Regions from separate parts of the Macaca mulatta genome. Here region 1 is linked to region 2. Evidence: chromatin contacts called from public Hi-C data. All regions are on one chromosome and are shown on one strand. Each heading gives the region's core, a stretch centred on a gene start, on an enhancer-like site or on the middle of the called end of the contact. The rest is flanking DNA. Distances are from core to core; before and after follow the strand shown. Region 1 holds the start of TRIB2 (tribbles pseudokinase 2). Region 2 has its middle 210 kb from the start of TRIB2.

The links. A called contact is a pair of places that touch in the nucleus more often than the background predicts.
Region 1: a Hi-C map of blood shows a contact between it and region 2, with 5 times the contacts expected there. The contact joins the promoter of TRIB2 here to the enhancer-like site in region 2. A contact is called at or near these places in 7 of 14 Hi-C or Micro-C datasets (CD4 T cells, blood, cortical neurons and 4 more).

The regions. Positions count from the first base shown.
Region 1 is chr13:112,129,994-112,133,960 of T2T-MMU8v2.0, forward strand. TRIB2 (tribbles pseudokinase 2) reads right to left here and starts at 1,765. Exons shown (of 4, transcript XM_015111742.3): 1 at 623-1,765; 2 at 175-430.
Region 2 is chr13:111,920,224-111,924,743 of T2T-MMU8v2.0, forward strand. No RefSeq gene overlaps it. Among named protein-coding and RNA genes, the nearest start is that of TRIB2, 210 kb to the right of the region's middle. Within about 2 kb of position 2,133, at least 5 of the 40 cell types and tissues checked have an H3K27ac peak or open chromatin away from gene starts, as enhancers often do. A contact at or near this core is called in cortical neurons, where this site is marked.

The sequences.
Region 1 (3,967 bases), core at 515-3,014, 210 kb after region 2:
AACGGTCTAAAAACTTCGCAACTTATCGAACCTGAGCAAATAAATAAATAAACCCATTTAATAAGGCCACGGTAATTATCCCGCGAATCTGCCTCTCCCAGACTCGAGGGCCTGGCGCCCTCCCGCTCCCACGGGCCCCTTCCAAAGACAAAAAGCAACCCCCTGGCCCTTTACCTTGCACACCAGCTCCTCTCCGCTGTGCAGATGCACGGCACGAAAAACGTGGTCTCCCTCCAGAGGTTCCAACAATAAGTATTTCCCGATGCAAGAAACGCAATGCGACAAGTTCGGAGTCTCGGGCGGGCTCGGGGAGCCGAGGTTCGGGCTGAAACTCTGGCTGGGCTCCGCGGACCTTATAGACGACAACTCTTCGAAATCCTGGGTTTTGTTCCGCGATCTCCCATATCTCGCTATTGTGATGGGGGTAGACCTGTGTATGTTCATGAGTGTGAGGATCGCACACGACAAACAAAAAAAACCCGCCGGAGAGATGAGTCGCTGGCGAGTGCGGCTGCAGGCGCCTCGGTGCCACTGATTTTAAAAGGGAGCGAGAGGGGAGGGGACAGGAGAGGGACTGCGTGGAGAAAGAGTTAGAAGCCCCCAAATGGGCGCCGCCGGATACCTTGTCTGCTCCGAGCCCGGCTCCCGGGGGTCCTTGGTCGGCAGGCAACTCGGGTCCTTTTGTTACCCCAAAGCAGTCGGCGATGTGCAGAATCGCCGCACTTTTAGTTACTCTGTGTGTGTGTCCCCAGCGTGGATCTGGATGAGTACCCGGGCTGCTAGGGTGCTGAGCTGCAGCGCCAGGGCTCCCGACGCGACCCCCAGGCCGGCTTCCGAATCGCAGACGGGGCGGAGGAGCCCGCGGTAGTTTGTGCAGTCTTCGGGGCGCTCACGGCGGCGGCTCAGTCCCAACGCGTTAGAAGTCAAACAAAAAGAGAAAGGAAACAAGCACGGGTCTACCGGCTGGCGACGCACGGCAGCCAGAATCCGCGCTGCACCCCCTTTTTTTGGTGGAAAGGGTGGGGGGCGTGGAAGGGGGGGGTGCGAGAGAGGGCAGTTACCTACGTTTTAACTGTAGATGGCGTCTGAGGCTTTTCCAAGATCGCGAGCTCTCCAAAAATTAAACAAACAAACAAAAAAAAGAAAAATAGCAAGGGAGCATTTAACTTGGAGCGGTCAGCGCTGCCAACAAAAGATTGCAAAAGCCGGGCACAGAGTTGCGGCGCGGGCTGGGCGCAGGTACCGCGACAAAGCCCTGGGCTCGGCCCGCCGCGCGGAGGTCAGCACAGGCTCATGCTGTCGCCGCTCGCTTGCGCCCTGGGTCTTCCTCCGAATGCAGCCAGACGTGCAAGAGAGAATAAGCACAGATCGGCGGTCTCCGATTTCGCCGGCACGAGCTTGCGGGGGTCCTGCGGGCGCTGCAATGGGAGCTGCGTCCCCGGCCCTTCCAACGCGCAGCGTTCCTTTGCCCCTCTCCCGCTGGAGAACTGGATCTCGTCTTGGAATAATTTGCAACCACTCCGTCTCCCACTACCCCGAGCCCAAATTGCCCGGTGGGGTTTGTTTTGAAGAAAATTGACGGCTTGTCTCCTCCTTCTTTGATTTCTTGCTTGCCCCCCCCCAGAGAAAAGAGGGGACCGTGTATTTAAAAATTAAAGGGGACGGCCGACGGTGCCCGAGGCCAATCCCCGCGCTCAGCACGCCCGCATCCCCCGGCGAGGCGGTATTAATAGTTACTTACGTGGCCGGGGATCTCGGAGCGAGCGGGGCCGTGTGTGCGCGTGTGCGCGCGCGCGCCTCGCTCGCGCTCGGTCTCCCCATTCAATGTCACCGACACATTTCCACGGAGCCTCCGCCCCCCCGCCGCCCCCGCGACTGGCTCAGCCCAGAGCCGGCCCCGCCCCGCCCCCGCCCGGGCCCCCCTCATTGCGCCGGGCGCCCATCAATCAGCCCCGCCGCTGCCAGTCCTCGGGCGGCTCCCCGCGCCGCTGCCATTGCAGCTCGGTGCCGGGGGCGCCAGCACCGGCCTCGCAGCTCCCTCACCCGGCCGGGGAGGTAAACAAAGTGAAATATCCTTCCGCGGCCCGGGGCCCCGGGCGCAGCACGCTGGGTCTCGGCTGCGCGCCCCGCAACAGCAGCGGCTCCGAAGCCGTCCCCCCACAATCTGCTCCCGCAGCGCCGACTCCGTAGCTCGTTCATACTCCTGGCGCTTTTCCCCAGAAAGCCAGGCACGCTCTGAGCATTCGGCCCCCAGGCTAAGATGTGGCCCTGAACGAGGAGCTTTGTTTTGGAGGAATGTGCTTGCATCGGTATTGCTGCCTGGAGTTTCGAGAATTCGTTTCATGGTATCTCTCCGACATCCTCCTCTCCATTTAAAAGGAAATCCATTGCTTCCTTTTAGTTGGTGCCACCGCTTGCCCCCGACCCCACACCTTGGGCTTGTATTTCTAATATTTTCAGCAGAAGAGGAACTGAAGGCATCTTTTGACTCAGGTCAAATCCAATCACGAATTCTTCCCTTCCCAAGGCATTGATTGCCTGGAGGGCCTTGGAGGCCAAGCTAGACAAAACCTTGCACCCACACCTCCAGGGAGCGCTGTTGGGTCCCATCCAGGGTGCTGGGCATCCTGAGTCCTCTTGTGTTAGCCAGGTGAAGGCTGCAGTTCCTCCTCCCCCACCTCGCCACCACCACCCCCCTTCGCCACCCCCCGAATTATTCTTAACTTCCTTGGGAGATTCCAGTCCGCGGGCTTGGACAGGAACACAGGAGGAAAGGGGCTTGAACTCAGGCAGAGGCTTCAAACGCCAGCCTTGATCTAAGATATCCTGGTGAATGAGAAGCAATCTAGTAGAGGACAAACTTAAAAAAAAAAAAAAAATCTCAAGGAACTGAGAAAGGGGAGTTGGAACGACTCCTAGAGCCCTCTGAGCTTTTGCATGCGTGTAGTATATTTTCCACTGGAGGAGGGGACTACATTATTTATTGCCCACTGTAGGACACTTTCAGTAAAAGAAGGGAGCTATTTATAATTATGTCCACTTGGGACAACAGTCACTCTAACGATCAGGAGTCCTGGGAATGTGGCCAGAGATGGAAAGGCCACTGACTATCAAGCTGCCACCCGGCAGCACAGAGTTAAAAGGAAAGTTAAGAAGTGGCCCCCGTGCCTTTCAGCCCATCTCACTATCCTACTCTCCACAAACCTGCCTAGGATTCAATCCCAGATCCCAGGAGAATAGATTTATTTCCCTAGGCGATCACCAGGACCACTGGCGGAGCAGGGTCCCCTAATCCAGTCTTACCCCAGGAAGTCATGTGGCCTGTGTTAGGAACAGACTCTGTGCTTGTGTTAGGAAGCAACCTCTGCTGTTGAGTCAGAAAGAGAGGTGCCTAGCCTCCTCTATGCAGTGGCCAAGAGAGCTTTGTAATAATTAGGGGTTGGGAGACCTTTATGCTAGCCCTGGCTGGGCCTCTGATTTCAAATGGAAATTGGGTGAAGACATTGTTTTTTCTCCCTAGGTCCCTGTTTCTTCATCTGTAAGATGAGAAGCACAGTACCCGCCCTGCTCACCTCATGTGGTTGCTTTAGAATTATATTTTCAATTCCAGGAAATCTATGAAGGCTTACTATAAGCCGGGCTCTGTGCTGAGTGTTAGGGATCCAATATGAGTAAGATCTGGTCTCTGCCACCCCAGAGCGCAGGGTCTAGCCCCGCAGAAAGACTGGGAAACAAATAATTTCATTGTGTAACAATGTGGCAATTAGAATATCAAGGCCTCAAGGGAGTATGGAGGAGGGAATGACTTTTCCTGAACCTCAGGGAGTTTTCCCAGAAAATGTGATTTTTATTACCTTGAACTAATCCAGAGCAAATATTTATTGAAACCTACTATGTGCCAGACATTGGATATGAAGATACAGTGATTTAAAAAATATATTTCCTGTCTTCATGAACCTTGAAATAG
Region 2 (4,520 bases), core at 883-3,382:
AATGATGTTTCCTAATGGTTAACGTTGAGATTGGCATCTTTTCTCTGGGGAAAGTGTTGTGAGGCTGGCTTTCCCTTTCCCCAAAATAGCTGGTGGAAACAGCCCATGAGGTGGAATGCGGAGCTATGATTTTTTTTCTCTTCCCATGAAGAGATATATCCTCCAAGATATGGGAACTCTACCTCATTTTTTTGCAGTAACAGGCAGTGTGGCCCCATTGCCACTGGGAAACAGTTGACAGACCCATTCAAAGAACTCCCTCATGGTGTGCCCACCAGGAGGGAAGAATGAAATAGATAATAAAGAAAAAGATATTACTTAGCATAGATTATGTGTGAAAGGGGTTTATGAGCTATACTTTATAGATTAAAAAATCTTGTTTTAGAAAGAAGCACATTATTTTGTTTAAAATATAGACTTATGTCACTCGACCGGGCCACTTCAAGGAAGCTAAGATAAAATCCAGTCATGCCCATAAATAGCTTTAGGGATAAACATCATCCTGATACACAGAACTGTGATGAGAATGTGGTGGGTTGGAGGAAGGGGGAAAGGTGCGTACTAAAGAGAATGCCCTGAAAATGTAGGAGAAGGAGCAGTTCATTTTCACTGGAAACTTCTTAGAAGCTGGCTGGCTGAAACAAGCCCATCCCTCTGTCATCATTTAGGGAACACCTGCTCTCTGTGGGCCTTCTATGGAGTACAGCACTGCCTCCATCACTCACATTAACACCAGTGTAAGTGGGGACTCCTAGAGTCCAACCATAGTAACCCTATGCAGGGCTAGGCTTTTTACCGGGTTCTGGGCATAAATGGATGAGTAATGTCCAATTTCTGTCCTGCAGGGGCTCACAACATAGTGAGAGTAAAAATGCATAAACGGTCAGGTTTTTTTTTTTTTTAAGTACTTTTAGAGAAACGAAGAGGTGCTTTTGTGGCATGGCAGAGCTAAGCACCCAGTTGCTGAATCTCCCTTGGCCGACAGAAGCTTCTTCTTTTCTGAGTCACAATTTGCTAAAGAACATATTGCTGCTCCCTTTTGGTGTTACGTTTGATTTTACATAACAGAAATGTTTTTTTTCTGATGACTTTGCTTTGTGTTTGTACTTAAGTGGTTGAGGAATACCCTCTAGGGCATCATAAAGATCTAAATTTAAATTCTGGCTCCTACCCCTTGGTTCTTTAGTTTCTTAATCCTCTCAAAACAGGAAAAACAAATACATCATTGATTTTTTTTAAATTTGTTGCTGTTGTGGGAAAGGGGATATTAATGAAGATGATATGTGTAGTTTCCATCATAGTGGCTACCGCCTAGTAGAAGCTCCGTAAGCAATGACCCTCTCTTGTCCCATCCCAAGTCCATAGCCTATCTGGACAGGCAGGCATGCACATGTGCTGCTATGTAAATGGTGCTGCTAATAATAAAACTAAACACTACTATCCACCCTCTTCTGGGTAACGGTTATGTCTTTCTTCTTCCATCGCAATCATAGCTGTTGATTTTACTGCTGCTGCCTTCTTTGCTAGGCATGACGTCTATTTATCTTTTCTGTCCTAGAGTCCTCTTCTTCCATCCCCCAGGAAACAACTTTCAGCAACCACGGTATTAGGAGGTGGTGAAAAAGTTTAACCTGCAGTTGGAGAGATGAGAAACTCATTATTCTTCAGCATCTTTTGTGATTCTAATTTTCTTTCAGATGCTCTTCCTCTCCCACCCCTCCCCCCAAATTATGTTGCATCTGGGTGTCTAAATCCTGCTCACAGCTGTGCCAGTGCCTTCTCCACTCTTCCCATCTGCCTGTTTGTTTTTCTTGGTTTTAGTTTGCAGTCTGCTATTTTGTATAAGCAAAATTATCCTTTCATGTCTTACCCATTTCGGCAGTTTCTTCTGGATATTGTAAACTGCAGCATCTGTGGTGCTTGTCTTCTAATTATATTTCCAGCCTCTTAATAGGAAGGGTGAACAGGCGTATGGAATAGCAATATGAAGCTTTCTGTATCTCTGACCTCCATGGAGGACTCCTCGCAGAATCTCCAAAGCTTTCTAGGGAGATTCATTGAGGCTGGCTTCCTAAGATAATGCACAAACTTCTGTTCGATAGAGATGACTAGAACACAGATTTAGACAGAGCTCCTGGGCACATTTTCCACATAAATGAGTCATCATGCCTATAAAAGAATGACTCTATAAGTAGTTACATATCTCCACTCTCTTGGTTCTACTAATGTTCACATTATTGCTTATTTTTAAACTAATTTGAACAGCTGAATTACAGTAAGAACAAAGACAGCAGGATTAAGAGTCAAGAGACCTAGGTTTGAGACCCAATGTCGATACTCAGTTGCTGGGGCTTTAAAGAGGGTCACTCAACCTTCTTTGCTTTAAATTTCCAAATCAGTTAAATTGGCAGCGGGACTAGATAATTCATAAGCAGAATGAGCAAACTGGACTTCATAAACCCATGGATCATTGTAGCAATACTGTATTAGGAGTTAGAAAAACCCAAATGAACTGAATACGCTCTGTCCCTGTCCTAAAGGAGCCCACAGTCTAATAATGGGAGAGAGAAATAAGGATACGAATGATCTTAGCACACAACGTGCAAGCATAAAAGCAGGAACAGTTCTCTGCATCGTTTATAGATTGATCTATTCCAGGGTCCAACAACTATTTTTTTTTGTAAATGGCAAAATAATACATATTTTAGGCTTTGCAGCCCATACGATCTCTGGTGCAACTACTCTGCCATGATAGTATGAAGGCAGCCACAGATAATAAGCAAACAAAGGAGTGTGGCTGTGTTCTAGTAAAAGGGTATTTATAAAAGCAGGTAGGAGGCTGGACTTGGCCCACAGGCTGCAGTTCATTCACCCCTGATCTATTCACAAAGAAATCTCATTGAGGTTTGCTCTGGGAGTGGCTGCTCTGTTCTCTTCTAAGGAAGACAAACTCCATACTATGACTGCAAGGCTCTGTAAGCTGCAGTTCCTACCTCTGCACCAGGGTCCCCTTTCCCCTCCTTCCTGCTCCAGGGTCCTCTTTAGCTTCTTGTCTCCTCACTGCCCGCATTGCAACGCCATGGAGCCTGCAGAGTTTCTCTTCAGCACAGCATACTCCTTCCTGCCTGGCATCAGGCTTCTCACACCATGCCCTTCGCTCCACACTGCCCTGCTTGGCCAAGGTACTGTCTATCATACTTCAGACAGCAACTCATACACCCCCACTCCCACCATTCCCAAACCAAGTCTACTTCTGTGAATCTATACCCTTCCAGCCCCCTATATATGTCTTTTCATAGTACTTATCACCGACGTAATTTCTTTCTTAATTTTGTAAACAGATCTTTAATTCTTTCTCTCTCTTAAAAAAGAGTCAGATTCATGTGAAGAGCACTCAGGTATGGCATGCTTTTTTATAGTTTCTATTTAGAATTTAAAACAGAGCGTAGGATAGAATAAACCATCAAGACCCTTGATATAGTTTGGATATTAGTCCCTGCCCAAATCTCATGTTGAATTGTAATCCTCAAAGCTGGAGGTGGGGCCTGGTGGGAGGTGTTTGGATCATGGGGGCGGATCGCTCATGAGTTCGTGCTGTCGTCCGGCGTGAGTTCTCCAGAGACCTGCTCATTTTAAAAGGACACACCTCCTCCACTTCCTGTCTCTCGCTTGCCTCTGTTTTCGCCGTGCGAAGGCGTAGCGCCCCCTTCACTTTCCGCCATGATTGAAAGCTTCCTGAGGCCACCTCCGAAGCCAAGCAGATGCTCCACCATGCTTCTGGTAAAGCCTGAAGACTCGTGAAATCGTGAGCCAATCAAATCTATTTTCTTTATACATTAACCAGTCTCAAGTATTTCCTTAGAGCAATGTAAGAACTGCCTAATACAACCCCCAAAATGTATTGCTGGCTGGATAGATTACGCCTGTAATCCCAGCACTTTGGGAGGCCGAGGCGGGTGGATCGCGAGGTCCGGAGATCGAGGCCATCCTGGCTAACACGATGAAACCCCGTCTCTACTAAAAATACAAAAAATTAGCCGGGCGCGATGGCGGCGCCTGTAGTCCCAGCTACTCCGGAGGCTGAGGCAGGAGAATGGCGGGAACCCGGGAGGCGGAGCTTGCGGTGAGCCGAGATCGCCCCACGGCACTCCAGCCTGGGCGACAGAGCGAGACTTCGTCTCAAAAAAAAAAAAAAAAAGAATTGTCCTTAGGAGCATGCAGTTATTATGTACTGTAACCCAATGAGAATATCAGGTGGCTGGAAATGTTCCATAGAGCAGGTGACAGTCTGAGGTGGGATTTGCAGGCAAATAGGAAGACAAGGAGATTATGTCAAATATCTTCATGTGGAAGATGGATTTCACTCATTTACACTTTTCTTCCTCATCGAATCTCAAAATATTTAATAGCATATTATTATTTTTGATTACATGTATGATTTTTATATTTATACATTTTTTTCTGTTTATATTATTTTATATTTAAACGTTTATTTCACAAGTTCTGATCAATCTTTAATT